4 separate regions of the Pan troglodytes genome follow, and regions 2, 3 and 4 are each linked to region 1. The links are chromatin contacts, called in public Hi-C and HiChIP or PLAC-seq maps. All regions are on one chromosome and are shown on one strand. The core of a region is the stretch at or near the end of the contact, and the rest is flanking DNA. Distances in the headings are between cores, read along the strand shown.

The links. Hi-C and Micro-C count contacts between places; a contact is called where the count stands out from the background. HiChIP or PLAC-seq counts read pairs in DNA pulled down with a chosen protein or histone mark.
Region 2: an H3K4me3 HiChIP or PLAC-seq map of stem cell-derived excitatory neurons shows a contact between it and region 1, with 10 times the contacts expected there. The contact joins the promoter of SP9 here to the promoter of SP3 in region 1. A contact is called at or near these places in 3 of 7 Hi-C or Micro-C datasets (induced pluripotent stem cells and stem cell-derived neural progenitor cells), 1 of 1 datasets of contacts at active chromatin or transcription factors (stem cell-derived excitatory neurons) and 1 of 1 other capture datasets (stem cell-derived neural stem cells).
Region 3: a Hi-C map of stem cell-derived neural progenitor cells shows a contact between it and region 1, with 2.0 times the contacts expected there. The contact joins the enhancer-like site here to the promoter of SP3 in region 1. A contact is called at or near these places in 1 of 7 Hi-C or Micro-C datasets (stem cell-derived neural progenitor cells) and 1 of 1 datasets of contacts at active chromatin or transcription factors (stem cell-derived excitatory neurons).
Region 4: an H3K4me3 HiChIP or PLAC-seq map of stem cell-derived excitatory neurons shows a contact between it and region 1, with 3 times the contacts expected there. The contact joins the promoter of OLA1 here to the promoter of SP3 in region 1. A contact is called at or near these places in 1 of 7 Hi-C or Micro-C datasets (stem cell-derived neural progenitor cells) and 1 of 1 datasets of contacts at active chromatin or transcription factors (stem cell-derived excitatory neurons).

The regions. Positions count from the first base shown.
Region 1 is chr13:76,004,505-76,007,886 of NHGRI_mPanTro3-v2.0_pri, reverse strand. It overlaps SP3 (Sp3 transcription factor), which reads left to right and starts at 1,821. Exons shown (of 7, transcript XM_016950059.4): 1 at 1,821-2,534; 2 at 3,148-3,296. The coding sequence starts at 2,528.
Region 2 is chr13:76,373,196-76,376,577 of NHGRI_mPanTro3-v2.0_pri, reverse strand. It overlaps SP9 (Sp9 transcription factor), which reads right to left and starts at 1,757. Exons shown (of 2, transcript XM_016950060.4): 1 at 1,598-1,757; 2 at 1-604. The coding sequence starts at 1,618.
Region 3 is chr13:75,706,130-75,709,511 of NHGRI_mPanTro3-v2.0_pri, reverse strand. No RefSeq gene overlaps it. Among named protein-coding and RNA genes, the nearest start is that of SP3, 300 kb to the left of the region's middle. Within about 2 kb of position 1,776, at least 3 of the 24 cell types and tissues checked have an H3K27ac peak or open chromatin away from gene starts, as enhancers often do. A contact at or near this core is called in stem cell-derived neural progenitor cells, where this site is marked.
Region 4 is chr13:76,287,291-76,290,672 of NHGRI_mPanTro3-v2.0_pri, reverse strand. It overlaps OLA1 (Obg like ATPase 1), which reads left to right and starts at 1,674. Exons shown (of 10, transcript XM_003949919.6): 1 at 1,674-2,214. The coding sequence starts at 2,027.

The sequences.
Region 1 (3,382 bases), core at 572-3,071:
CCTCCCAGGTTCAAGTGATTCTCCCGTCTCAGTCTCCTGAGTAGCTGGGATTACACATGTGCGCCACCATGCCTGGCTAATTTTTGTATTTCAAGTAGAGATGGGGTTTCACCATGGCAATCAGGCTGGTCTCGAACTTCTGACCTCAAGTGATCTGCCTGCCTTGGCCTCCCAAAGTGCTGGGATTACAGGTGTGAGCCACCACGCTCAGCTAGGCTATTTTTTTCTTTTTCAGAAGTTTTTTTGCTTGTCAAAATGGTCTGCGGACGTGCCGTCCCCACCCCCCAAAAAAGAAAGAAAAAAGACAATTCGTGTCTCACATCATTTGCCAATTGGTATCAATGAAGAAACGAATTTAACTCCTGTGGCCAAGTACTTTGCTCTCAAGGTGGCTGGACTAACACTTTGCAAAAAGGGTATGGCGATAGCGTAGAACATATCCCCACTCCTGAAAAAAACAAAACAAAACTGAAAATGCCTGAAATATCCTTTCTAGGGAAAGAGCTACCTTCCACCCAAGAGATCCAGGTAGGAACAGAGTGATAATAGTGACTTCCCTTCCTGCCTCCCAGTCCACTTATTTTCACCTGTCCCGCTCTTCAAGGCACCCATCTCTTTTTCCATTTTCCCCACCCCAAATCAGGTTATTTTGTGACTTTTATTTCCTTAAAAGTTTTTGTTGTAAAATAGTACATAGGTTATACCACTCAACTTTGAAAGTGACTTTTCCACTTAAATATGAGACTACAAGGACTTACTATTAGAAGAGATGAACCCTATTCTTGGACTCACAATTTTGAGTCTCGTTTCCGCATGTTTGTGGTTTTTAGGTTAATTCCCTGGAAATTTGATCTTTGTACAATTAAGAGCAAAGTAACCATACAATGTTTCTGATCCTGTCAGCATAGGCGGTTAAGTGCTTTGGAACTGGGATGCAAACTCAGTATCTCACAAATGGATTACCTATTAAGTTAGCACACACAAAATCTGGTTAAAGTGCTTGGACTTCACAACCTCATCCACCAGCACATCACATATCACACATCACACAAAATATAATAATCACAGTAATGGGAAAACTGAATCTTGAGCCAGAGTTCTAAAAAACAGGTATTGTGGACAGTGTTTCCACCTCTTGAATTTAACTTCTTTCTTGGCAACTATACTTGAAGGTAACAGGGAGAGATGTCTCTTAGTTGGCAAAACACACACTTAAAACCTGAGCATTTTCCCCCAGGATGACAGCAAGATATCAAGGATGCCAAAGAAGGAAGGAGTGTTAACCTAATCCAGTAAGTGAAACAAGATTTTAAAATACAACAAAAATGTTCCAATGGGGGGAAAAAAGGTAGTTCACCGGTTCACGACTTTAAAAAACGTTGGCAGTAGTTGATGGGCTTGTTTCAGGAGATATCTGACTTGGTACCAAGAGGATAAAGAGGCCGGGAATAATACGTTTGTGCAGCAAAATGATTATGTGACCGATTTTTTAAAACACAGAATTCTGCCCCACTGAATACATACACATACCACAAGTAAAATGAAATATACTTTTAAGTGCCCGTTTTGGTGCCACTGGCCAAAATTAAAACTCTCCTTCCGTATGTGAGGTGACTTGAGATTTCTTTTTTGCTTTAAATGCCTGCCTTCAGGGTACGTGAAAGTGGGAGACCGGTTGGAAAACTGGGGCTAAGGGGGCTGGGAGCGAGATGGCTGTGACTGTGAATCAGGAAGCTGGATGTGAGAGAGAAAAATCCTCCTCCAGCCTCGGAGGGGGTGTCTCCCCTAATACCAGCTCCCTCCCCCCGGGCTCGTGGGGCGGGTCTGGTTTGCTCAGTAGCGGCAGCGGCCGCAGCAGCACAGCCCCGGGGCTGAGCAGCGGTGGCCTCCTGGCAGCGCAGGGAAGCGGCGGCTCCAAGAGCGCGAGGCCCTGGGGAGATCCGGCCAAGACTGCTGCCGGGATGGAGGAAGCGTCCAGTGGAGCAGGAGTCACCGGGGACGAATTTCCTCCCCAGCTCAGCTCCCCTACAGCTTGGCTAGGCCTGCTCCGAGCGCCTGCAAGGTGGAGGAGGCCTGCGCCTCGGGCCTGGCAGCGGCAGCCGGCGAGAGAGGCGGGCACAGCGGGGTAACCGGCGAGCCGTAGCCGCTCTCGAAAACCTACGCTACCACGGCCGCTCATTGTCTCTCCCCTTCCACCCGGGGGCAAACAGGAAGCGCGCCGCCTGGCAGACCGACGGACAGGCGCCTGGACCAATGAGCACAGCCGACAGAGAGCACGGCAGCGAATGAGGGCCAAGAAGAGGGGCGGGAGTTCCGGGCGGGCTGTCACCCTCTTCCCCCCTTTTGGGCTGGAGGCTCCACCTTTTGTGTTTCCCGCACAGTCAATCAAAATAGGAAAAAAAAAATCCCCGGACCGCTCCGGCCGTGTCCGCCGCCGCTTCCCGCATCCTCTCCCGCCGCCGCCGCCTTCGCTCCTCACCATGTGTAAGGCGGCGGGGAGCCCCGCCTGAGGTGCCCTAAACACACTATGACCGGTACGTAAAGCCGAGAGAGAGCAACCCTTGCTGCTGCCGCCGCCGCCGCCGCCGCCGACCACAGCCAGCCCGGGGCCGCTGCCGCCGGTCTCGGCCCCGTGTGTGCGACCGAGTGTCTGTGAGAGGCAGAAAGCTGCACTCCCCTGCGCCTCCCTCCCCTCCCCGCCAGCCACCGTCCACCCCCGAAGCCCCAGCAACGCCGTCTCCCCGCCAGGCCCCGGGGCGGGCGGCCCGGTCCGCCGGGAGCGCATCCCCCTGTGTGCGGGCGCGGGCGGGCGTGTGTGAGTGACTGACGGTGCGAGAGGAGCGAGCGCGAGTGAGAGCGAGCGGCGCGAAGGGAAAGGGGAGGAGAGGAGAGGGGGCAGGGGCAGCGCGGGGAGGAGGAGGAGGAGGGAAAGAGGAGGAGGAGGAGGGTTACAGGCAGCGGCGGGCGGGGGCAGCAGCAGGAGGGGAGGAGGGAGCCGCCGCCGCCGCCGCCGCAGGGGGGCGGGTGGGGGAGGGGAAGGGGCCTGGGTCCGGGCTTTGGGAGTAATTTCGCTTCGGCCCGCGGGCCCCCTCCCTCTCCGCCACCCGCCTTCCTCCCCACCCCCACCCCCCCGCGCTGTGCCTGCAGCTCCCGAAAAGCCCGTGAAACAAGAGGAAATGGCTGCCTTGGACGTGGATAGCGTCGGCGGCGGTGGCGGCGGCGGCGGCCACGGCGAGTATCTGCAGCAGCAGCAACAGCACGGAAACGGTGCGGTGGCGGCGGCGGCGGCGGCCCAGGTGAGGAGCGGCTGAACCCCGGCCCGGCTCCCCCCTCGCGCCGCTTTCTCCTCCCCTCGCCTCTCCCCTCCCTCCTCGCCTCACCC
Region 2 (3,382 bases), core at 508-3,007, 370 kb before region 1:
GGGCGCCCGAGTGCAGCGAGCTCTGGAGCCCCCCAGTGGGGTTCTGCACTTCCAGCCACGAGCCCGGGCTGCTGTGCACGTCCCACCACGACGACGCCGCGCCGTTGGTCACCTCGCCGGCCGCCAGCGTCGAATGGAAGCCCGACTTGTACCAGGACTCGTACGGGTGCGCCATGCCCACGCGCGGGTACAGGCCGTCGGCTGCCGTCGTGTGCACCTTGGAAATGAAGGCCGACTGGCCACCCGCCTCCTGCGGGGACACCCCGGCCGCTGCCGCCGCGGCAGCCGCCGAGTTGGAGAAGAGGCCGCCGTAGTCGCTGCTGAAGGCGGACGACGTGGGCGACGTGGAGGCCAGGCAGAAGGCGCTGTTGGCGGCGCCCGAGCCGCCCGCCAGGCCGCCCGAGCCACGGCCCCCGGTGGCCACCGCGAAGCCCGAGAGGCTGGAGCCGAGGTTGCAGCTGGACGAGGAGCGCTTCCAGGGGTGAAAGCCGCCTTTGGCGAAGGCGCTCGACTCTGGCAGCGTCGTCAGCGGGCTCGTGTTGCCGATCTTGTTGCAGGTCGCCGCCAGCATGGCCAACGGGGTCGTTCCGAAGCGCGGCTCTTCCTAGAGTGGGTGGGATGGGGGAGGGAGCAAGAAGGAGGAGGGCAAGAGGAAGTGGGGGAAGAAACAAAGTGCACCCGTGAGCAGCCTCGTCCCCTGCGGCTGCTCCCGGGGGGTCCTGGCTCCCCGCCTCGCGCCTCCTCCCCACGCGCCCGCGGAGGAGTCGCCGCACCGGGCGCGGAGCAGGGGCGATCACCGGGGCGAAGGTCCAGGCGCCGGAAAGTTGCACTTCGCTGAGGCTATAAATCAAAGATGCCTCCGTGTTCCCCGCTGCAACCCTGCCTACAACCGGACTTGGGTTGTCGCCGTAAACCGGCTCCTCTCCCAGAAGACCCCAAGTCGCCCTTCGGGGTGAAGCGCGAAGGTAAACACAGAGACCAGAGACAACAAACACCGGGTGAGGGCGGAGGCGGCCGAAACAGCAGCCAGGGACGGGCGAAACTTGCAGCACTCCCAGGGTGGCTACGACTTGACTTTTCTTTTTTAATAGAAAACGTTTGGTTTTAAAGTTTACATACACACAAAAACAGCGATTATGAAAACAATAATCCGAGGATAAGCGGCCAGAGACAGATTTCAAAGTCATGGGCGAATTGGGGAGCCGCGGAAATGTAAATGTTTATTAGCGTGACTAGATGGACTGCAAAACGATTAAGACTGTTTTCTGGAAACACCACTGTCGCATAATTGCAACAAAATCCCCAAAGCAAGGCGGGGGATGGGGTATAAATCACGAGGGGAAGAAAAGAAACCTCTAGCTTTTTTTTGAAACCAAATGAAAAAGGACTTGATTAAGAAGGCCTTTTCTTGCAAAGGCATCTTGCTGGGTTCCAAAAACTTGGGGAAAAATCAGTCCCAGAAATGTGGAAAGTGCTAATAGAAGCTGAAGCTGCAGTCTAGCAGCAACAGTTTCTCCGGAGCCGCAGACCCCAGAAGCCATAACGAAAAATTACTCCGGTTAAAACAAGCAAATGCGTTGCCGCGCTTGCGACTTACCCCGAGTATAGACGTGGCCATAGCAGGTCTCTGGCTGCGCAGCGAGGCTGGGAGCGGGGCTGAGCCTGGCGGCTGCTCGGAAAAACTGCTTGGCTCCCGCGCGGCTCCCGCGTCCCCGCGCTCGTGCCGAGCGGACTCCAGGCTCCCGCCGGCTAAACTCAGCCTAAGTGCGAGGAGCACCCGCTTTGAAGTGCCGCTGGCTGCGCCTCTCGCCCAATGAGGGCGCAGGCAGAGCAGACGGGAGCTGCCCCGCAGCCAATCAGACGCTCCGAGGGGCCCGAGCCCGGGCTCCCGGCGCGTGCCAGTCAAGTCGGCTAGCTAGGGCCGCGGGGGTGGGGGGGAGTAGTGGGGGATACTTGCGGGGGGGCGGGGGGCGAGGGCGGGCTGGGGGCTGAAGAAATTACAGTGCAATTAAAAATTTACACTCACGCACCAAGCCAGGTTTAAGTACCAATGAAACCGAGCCACAAGCACCCCCCCACACACAAACCACCCCGAGATGTTGCAAGTTAGGGCTGACAGTGCTACTCGACTCCCCACTTGTAGGAAAGGAGGCAGGAGGGGAGGAGACACCCAGACACAGCCCGCACCAGCAGGGCCCAAGTGGAGACGGAAATGTCAGCCCTCACTTTGTGTGTCCAGGCTTTTGCCTACAGAACACAACTTCAGCTTGTATCTATCATTCTTGCTTGTGATTTTTATCATTTTCGTGTGTCTTCTACCCAATTCCTTATTCCACTAGATTCAATTTCACTCTCACAGTTATACTGGGGAGGGGGCGCGAAGGGACAGCTCCTCCGAGAGGAGCGAAATAGGCCTCTCTGTACAGATCTACATCCACAGATTTGTTGGGAGGGCCTGGAGCCTGCTGCATCCCGCCATTTCCCCCCAGCGGTGTAAGTGACTTCCTAATTGTCGCTCTGGCCTCTGACCCGGGGGGTAATACAAGTGCCACTCACGCTAGAGGCTTCTGGTGGTAATTGAGGGCACCCTTTGTACGGTTTCGCCAGCGCTTAGATACCAGGTTAACCCAGTTGTCAAATATGACTAAACAGTGGGATGTGCTGATTATCTGCCGGGTTTTGCTGGGGGCTGGCATGGGGGTGGGAGGCATCAGCCCATACAACACGCTGCACGAAGCCGCTTATTTTCTCACTGTAACAACTTTGGAAACAGAGACCGGCGCGAGCGGCGTCCGCCCCCACCTCCACCTCCGCTGAAGCTGCAGCTTGCTCGGCTGTTTGTTTAACCCGGTGAAGATTTGCATGTCGCGTTTCATCCTGGAGTGGAGTTTTCTTGTCCCAGCTCCAACCCACTCCCATTCCAGACCACCAGGGCCTAGAGGCTCGTCCGTAGGGCAAGTGCGCTGTTTTAAGAGGTAGGCTCCCCATTAGTGCCCTGCTTTCACGGACGCGCCCGAGAAATCTCTCCAGGACTTTCACCCGGGAGGGCGGAGGACCAGGCCACACGTGGGCGCTTCCACATTTTGCAGGCTGGAAGCATCCTGAAGTCCTCCCTGGACCTTGTCAGTGTGAAAAGAGGGGTCCTCAAACAGACCAGGGTGCGTCTTCGAGTCCCCCAGCAACCGCTGACCTGCTTGTTTTTCTCTTTCTGGGCCCCGCTTTCTCTTTCTTCTCTAGGGTAGCCAGAAGCTGTTTTTGAACCAGAAATACCATCGCCCTCGGGCAGACCTGGGCACTGGTTTTAATATAGCACACTCCCCACTAAACCCACACCCTGCTTCTTAGAAAAAAAAAAAAATTAAACTACCAACCCCAAACCCTC
Region 3 (3,382 bases), core at 527-3,026, 300 kb after region 1:
TAAAACGAATCAAATGCACTTTTGTATGCATTTTAAAGGTGCAATAAAATATGTGCATTTGAGATATTTATTACTGACTTTTGAAAGTGTTCCTCATGGTGTGCCGGCTTCATGATACGTTGAAGGCAGCTTTCACTCTGCAAATCTTCATTGCGGCTGGGAGTTCCAGTCTCTCTTGTTGCTCTCCACTTCCCACTGGACCAAGCCCCTCTCTATTACATGTTACTAGATGGCTGCTGCCTCTCAGGGTATTTTTTGAGGCTGTTTGTTTAGCCTGGGTAGGAGGATTCCTTTTGACAGGCTGGCAGCCCACTCCAACTTTGGCGATTTCCAGAAACAGCTTCAACTAAACAGAAGAACCAGTTCATGCTCAAATTATCCTTTGCATGAGGCTATATCCACTTTGGAAGAAAGATGAATTTAGAGTATTTCAGTGGGTTTTCTAATAGCAAATAGCTCTAACGATACACACAAAAGAAGCCTGTGGCTGAGTCGAAGTGGGGCAGGCCGCCTGCTCTTGAGTTTGGAGTCCATCCCTCTCAGTGGCAGAGGAGGGGCTCCCACACAAACACTTTCTGTGTCTAGCTCTGCTTGAACCTGAGGCATCATACCTGCAGGCACCTTGGTGTCCTGCTGCCCAGGGCTTGCCAGGGGCAGCTGTGGCTCTGGCTCTGGCTCTGTGGAGTCCTCTCTTTGGCTCTTTCCAATGACAGCTTTCAACTCCATGAGGTATGTTCCAGATGGGGCTTGGCTGGAAGACTAGAGGGAGGTCACATTGCTAAGGGAGAATCATTGGCTGCTTGGCCCATAATTTGGATGTTTCTAAAATCTTGCCATTTCTTTTCATTTTTCCACTCTACCTCAGACTCGCCTGCTTAGCCCCAGGTTTCCCCAATGTCAGCCTCTGTTCTGTGTCACAGCCCAACACAGTGATGACAGCATCATAAATAAAAAATAAAATCCAGCAAAACTAAGGTGTCTTTCTTCCATCTTCCCACCTCAGAGGTAGTATCTATAAACACCCATATCACAACTGTCACTCTATCTTAGATCACTCTTCAGAGTGTTTTCCTTTGAAATGCTATGGACCCACTAATGACGCAACAAACATTAGCACCTACCGTGTGCCAGGCACTGAGATAGGCCCTAGCTCTGCAGCAGTAAGAAAATGGACATAATTTATGCCCTTCTGGAATCTATAAAGTACTGATAGGAGTGCACCCTACGGCTCTGGTTTGTTAGTCACTTGGTGACCAGCAGTGCCAGGGGAAGGCAGACTGTTGTCCAGTCAAACCCTGGAAAGAAGGTCCCTCCTTCCGATTTCCATCACCGTGCAAGTGGTGAGGCCTGGTGGGAAGGAAAGGATGTAGGGTTCTTTGGGTGGTGACTGTTGCTATGGACTGGCAGAAAATTCTTAGAGCCTCCAGTCACACCGTTGTCTGAGAACCTGCTGGCCCTTGTACCACTCATTTAAATTCATACTCAACTAGGAGTCTCCAGCGCTTTACATGTCTCCTGGAGAATGCATAGAAAGTAAGTGCTCTCTGGAAGCCTGTAACAGTCCTCATCAAAGGCTGATTCCCTCTGTCCAAGGGTGAGTTTTATGAGAGGGAGAATAACGCGTAACTAACCACATTTTATTCTTTGACATTCCAATTACATTAGCCAAGGCAGGCATTAGAGATCAATTGATGGGCCAGCCCAGCAATGTGAGGGCTGAGAGGGGTGGGTCACTGAGGAGATGGCCCTGGGTGGCCACAGGGCAGTGCTGGGCGCCTCTGAACAAACGCTAGCTCTCTGTGAGCCTCGGCCCGTCGCTTCTAAAGTGCTGTCCCTTCATTACCTCCCTGCTGTTCTTTTCTGACAATCTGAGCCTGTCAATCTAGACCATTGCCTGGGTTGGAAACCCGGTTAACTAGGATTCATCTTGTCATTTCAAAAGGCGGTTTCTGTTTGTGGGCAAAATAAATGAGTGAGCTTCCAACTACCAGGCATTTTCACTGAAGCCCTATCGGCCCCCAACTTAAGTTTAATCAACCTGTTTCTAACTTAACCAGCCCAGGATCCAGTGGATTTTGCCTTTTCTAGAGCAAACTAGCTGTGCGTTCCTTCTTTATTTAACAGCTGATTGACTATGGCATGGAGTTTAGTAGATTGTGGATCAAATAAATGAGAACCATAAAATTTCCTCCCCAGGGACTAGGTTTTGATTATTTCATTGACCCTAGAACAAGAAATGTGCCCTCTGGACCAAAAAAAGAAAAAAAAAAAAAACTCCACGGCAATCCAAGTCCAGATGCTCCAGCCCAGGACTGATTCAATTACATTTATTAAAAGTAAAATGGAAGGGGGGCACATTTTTGGAGAATTATTCATATACCTTAATGGAAGAGGAATGGAGAGTAATAGTCAATCCCTAAAAATTTGATAATTCCTGGAAAGTGAGTGTCAATTTGGCACTCTGGAGCTCAGGGAATTCCAGGAATTACAATAGAAAAGTTATATAAAAAGTACAGTGATGGTGAGGATGTGCTTTTATTTGGAAGGAACTAAAAGCCTTGTAATTCAGCTACTACCAAAACTTAGTGCTTTCTAAGTGGATGAACATCACATTAGCGAATGTACAATTTAACAAGCAACCTGTAAGCATTTTATCTGTTCTCTGTTCTGGAAAATTCTGTGTACCGAGTGCCTATAGTGTGCCAAGCAATAGAAGAGGGAATGAGGTGAAATTAAGAGTCTGTTTGGGTGGAGCAGGTCTAGGTCAGAAGTCTACTTGTTACCCGTGTAGCCCTGGGAAAGTCACCTAGTCAGAATAAACTTATAAAAAGGGCAAAATAATATCAGTTGCTTAGGACCAATGCCTTTGGGGATGCTTGCCCAGCCATAGCCTCACTTCTTAAAGATCCACCTTCCAAGCAGGGAGGGCTGCATGGCCATGCAGTCTGCTGTTTCACAGGGGGTGAGTCACTCAGAACAAATGTTCGGTGGAGTCATATTGCTTGTCCTTGAGCCAAGATACCAGGCCTCCCCCTGGTGATTCTCTCTTTTTGCTCAACATTTTCTGAGTGGTTTCTGTAACTCACAATCAAACCTCCAGCAAGCTGCCCTTTGTTAATGTAATTGGAAAATAAAAGAATAAAATGTGTTTAGTAGCGTTATTCTCCCATGTTGTCTGTCAGATTGATCTGGCCCAAGATGGGCCTATCCGTATGTCTCTGCTCAGCATTTGGAATTGGGGCCTAGAGGCTCTGGTTCATCTTTGTAACCACCTGAAGGAGGGTGAGGAAACCCAGGAGCTGTAGGGCAGCCATTTTCTACCATGTGTAGGGAGAGCCAAAGAAAGCTCTACTGCAGGTCAAGATGTGAGAAACAGAAGCAC
Region 4 (3,382 bases), core at 425-2,924, 280 kb before region 1:
TTTATACATATATAGTTTTGGTGACAAGGGTACTAGACCAAGAATATAAATAGGGCACATTAATATATAATATTAAGAAAAAGTAATACAAAACCAAATCAAGTTGCCTGTGTCCTTGAGAATTTCCAAAATTGTAGAGAAAGCTCTTTAACTCACCTCACTAGAGCACTGTTACAGGGCTAAGGAAAAGCCTTAATGCAATTTTATTATGAATACTGGCTCAGAGCTTATAGGGAGTCTCTATTTGAATGAATTCTCGTCTGGGTGCGGTGGCTCACGCCTGTAATCACAGCACTTTGGGAGGCCGAGGTGGGTGGATCACAAGGTCGGGAATTCGAGACCAGCCTGACCAACATGGTGAAACCCCGTCTCTACTAAAAATACAAAAATTAGCTGGGTGTGGTGGTGTGCACCTGTAATTCCAGCTACTTAGGAGGCTAAGGCAGGAGAATTGCTTGAACTCGGGAGGCGGAGGTTGCCGTGAGCCCAGATCACGCCACTGCACTCCAGCCTGGGCGACAGAGTGAGACTCCATCTCAAAAAATAAAAATGAATTCTCGCTGAAAGGAAACAGATTTTTCAGATAGTTTTAGTTTTACTTTTTATTTGTATTTATTTTGTTAGAGATAAGGTCTTGCTCTACACCCAGGCTAGAGTGCTGCGGCAGTGATCATAGCTCACTGCAACCTTGAGCTCTCAGGCTCAAGCCATCCTCTCACCTCAGCCTCCTGAGTAGCTGGGACTACAGGTATGTGCCACTACACCCAGCTAATTTTTGTTTTTTGGTAGAGATGGGGTCTCACCACGTTGTCCAGGCTGTTCTCCAACTCCTAGGCTCAACTGATCCCCCTATCTTGGCCTCCCAAAGTGCTGGGATTACGGCCAGATTTTCAGTTAGATTGTGGTTTGAAATATGCTGCTGCCATTTACTAGTTGTGTGACTTCATCCAAATTAATCAACCTTTCTGATATTGTTTCCTCACTTGTAAAATGGGGATGGCGACCTATTTACATCCTTTAATATTAATAGCAACTAATCCCTTTAAAAGGAGCTTCTAGTGTCACAATTTTTGGACAGGTATCATATTCATTACAACAAATACCTGAATGACATCTGAAGGCCAGGACCTAAATGAAAGAATTCCTTCTCCAGTGGCGCTCATGGTATTGATATGATGTGGGTGAGATGGGATGAAATCCTAATATTAACAACAGCAACTACTCACAAGCCTTTTCTGTATGTGCTGAGTACTGTTGTTACGAGCTCAACACGCATTGTCTCATTTTATTCTCACACGAATAACCTCATAAGGTGGTTTCAATAGCCTCATTTTATCCAGAACGAAATTGAAGTCCAGAGAAGTTAATTTGTCTAGGGTCATACAGTCAATGAGTGGCGGAATCCAGATTGGAAATTCCCAAATTTCAAAGGCCCCTGCTCTCAACTACCAAGAGGAAAAGGGGGGAAATTGGCTCAATTAAACGCATTCTGTGATCCAGTACCTGTGTGCGACGCTTTAACTATAAGGCGAGGAAGAAATCCCTAGACCAAAGTTTCCCTTAGCCCCTTTTCCTTCAAGAACTTTTAGTTAACAGCTTCTCTCCGCACAGACTGAGCGAATAAAGTTATAGGAAAAGGGAGATGGGCTAGCGGCCACGCGGTCCTCGGGGCTGGTGTGGCTGTTTGCCTGACTTCAGACACCCCGGATCTCCCGGAGGGAAGTCAGGGCCCAAGGCGCTCCGCAGTCCAGCTGGGGAAGCTTGGGGCTGTAGGCCCGCGAGTGAACGTGAGCAGGTAACCCAGGCCGCGCAGCCAGACGGAAGCGGAGACCTAGAACCGAGAAGCCCACGTGCCGAAGCGGAAGACTAGAGCTCCCGGGAATGGCCTAGCCAGCGCCTTCCCCTCTCCAGCTCCCTGCTGCCGCGCGGCTCCTCCCACCCTGGGCTCCTCCCGCCCTACTCCCGCCTCCCCGGCCGGTTAGGCCAATGGGCGGGACGCGCGGGCAAGGCGAGGGGGGCGGGGCCCATGGTCTGCGCGCAGGTGCCGCTCGGCGCCCGGCCCGCCCGTTCCGCCGCTGTCGCCGCCGTCGTGCGTGCCGCTCGGCGGAGGGGACGGGCCTGCGTTCTCTCCTCCTTCCTCCCCGCCTCCGGCTGCCGGCAGGACCTTTCTCTCGCTGCCGCTGGGACCCCGTGTCATCGCCCAGGCCGAGCACGGTGAGGCCCTCAGGGAGCCCGGGGGCGCGATCTCCGCCAGGTCTTCGGCGCCTGGGCTCATTGCCCTGAGGCTGGCGCGGGGCCCGGGCCCAGTGGCCAAGATGGGGCCAGGGCAGCGGGTGGCTTGGGGGTGTGTGGATGAATGAGGCGCTGTCGGACTAGGCCGCGAGTCGGGAGATCGGCCTACGCCTCACGCGGGAAAGCCCTGGGGAAAGCCTTCTCCCGACGCCAGGACGCCCGGTGGCCCAGTCCGGAGAGGAGGATGGGGGGTGGGGCCCACTTTGGGTGGGCTGCCGGCCACCTCTCGGTAGGCCAGAGGATCCGACAGGCGCTGTTCATGTATCTGTTCTTTGGAGGCCTGGGGGTTGGCCAGGAACAGGTGTCAGGACGCTGAGAAGGGAAATTCCTGGCCCTCGGGGTCAGGGATCAGAGGCTGGAATACTACTGCAAGGGCAGGGCCCCAGCGTGGTCCTAGGAGGTACAACTCTCAGCCAGAAGACTGGGACAGTTTTAGTTCCCAGCTTCTGAGACGTGAGCTTAGCGGTCTTTGTGATTTCACTTTGCAGTCCAAGAGTGGGACTAATTCTGCACGCATGATTTGGAGACAGAACTAGTAAGGGACAGAGAAAGTTTCGACTTGTAAATAAAAAGGTTCCGTCGATTAATTTACCATTAGAAATAGTAACCATAATGTAGATTTTGGAGGTTGCTTATGAGGACTGATGAGCCATACCTTCAGTGCCAAAGGTGGGAGGGACTTGGGGGAAGGACCCCAGTACCTGGTGGGTGTTCATCTATGTGAAAAATGGGGGTTGTGGGCGAATGGGAAAGATAAGATTCCAGATTATAGAGGAATGGTTTGGTGTGAAGGGTGACTTGGCTGCTGGTGGTTCCACAATGGAATTTTCTTTGACTGTCTTCTGTGTACTTGCTTCCAAATGCTTTCTTTCATATAACCATATATCAGGTTAAGATATAAAGTGTTTTGTGAGCAGTCTGGATGGAAGATTGGTAGCTAAACTCTAAGTTTATCTTTGATTCCTGGTGCCACAAATATTTTATTTATTTATTTATTTATTTATTTATTTATTTATTTAAGACAGAGCCTAGCTTTGTCGCTCAGGCAGAGCCCAGTGGCGTGATCTTGGCGCACCGCAACCTTCGCCTC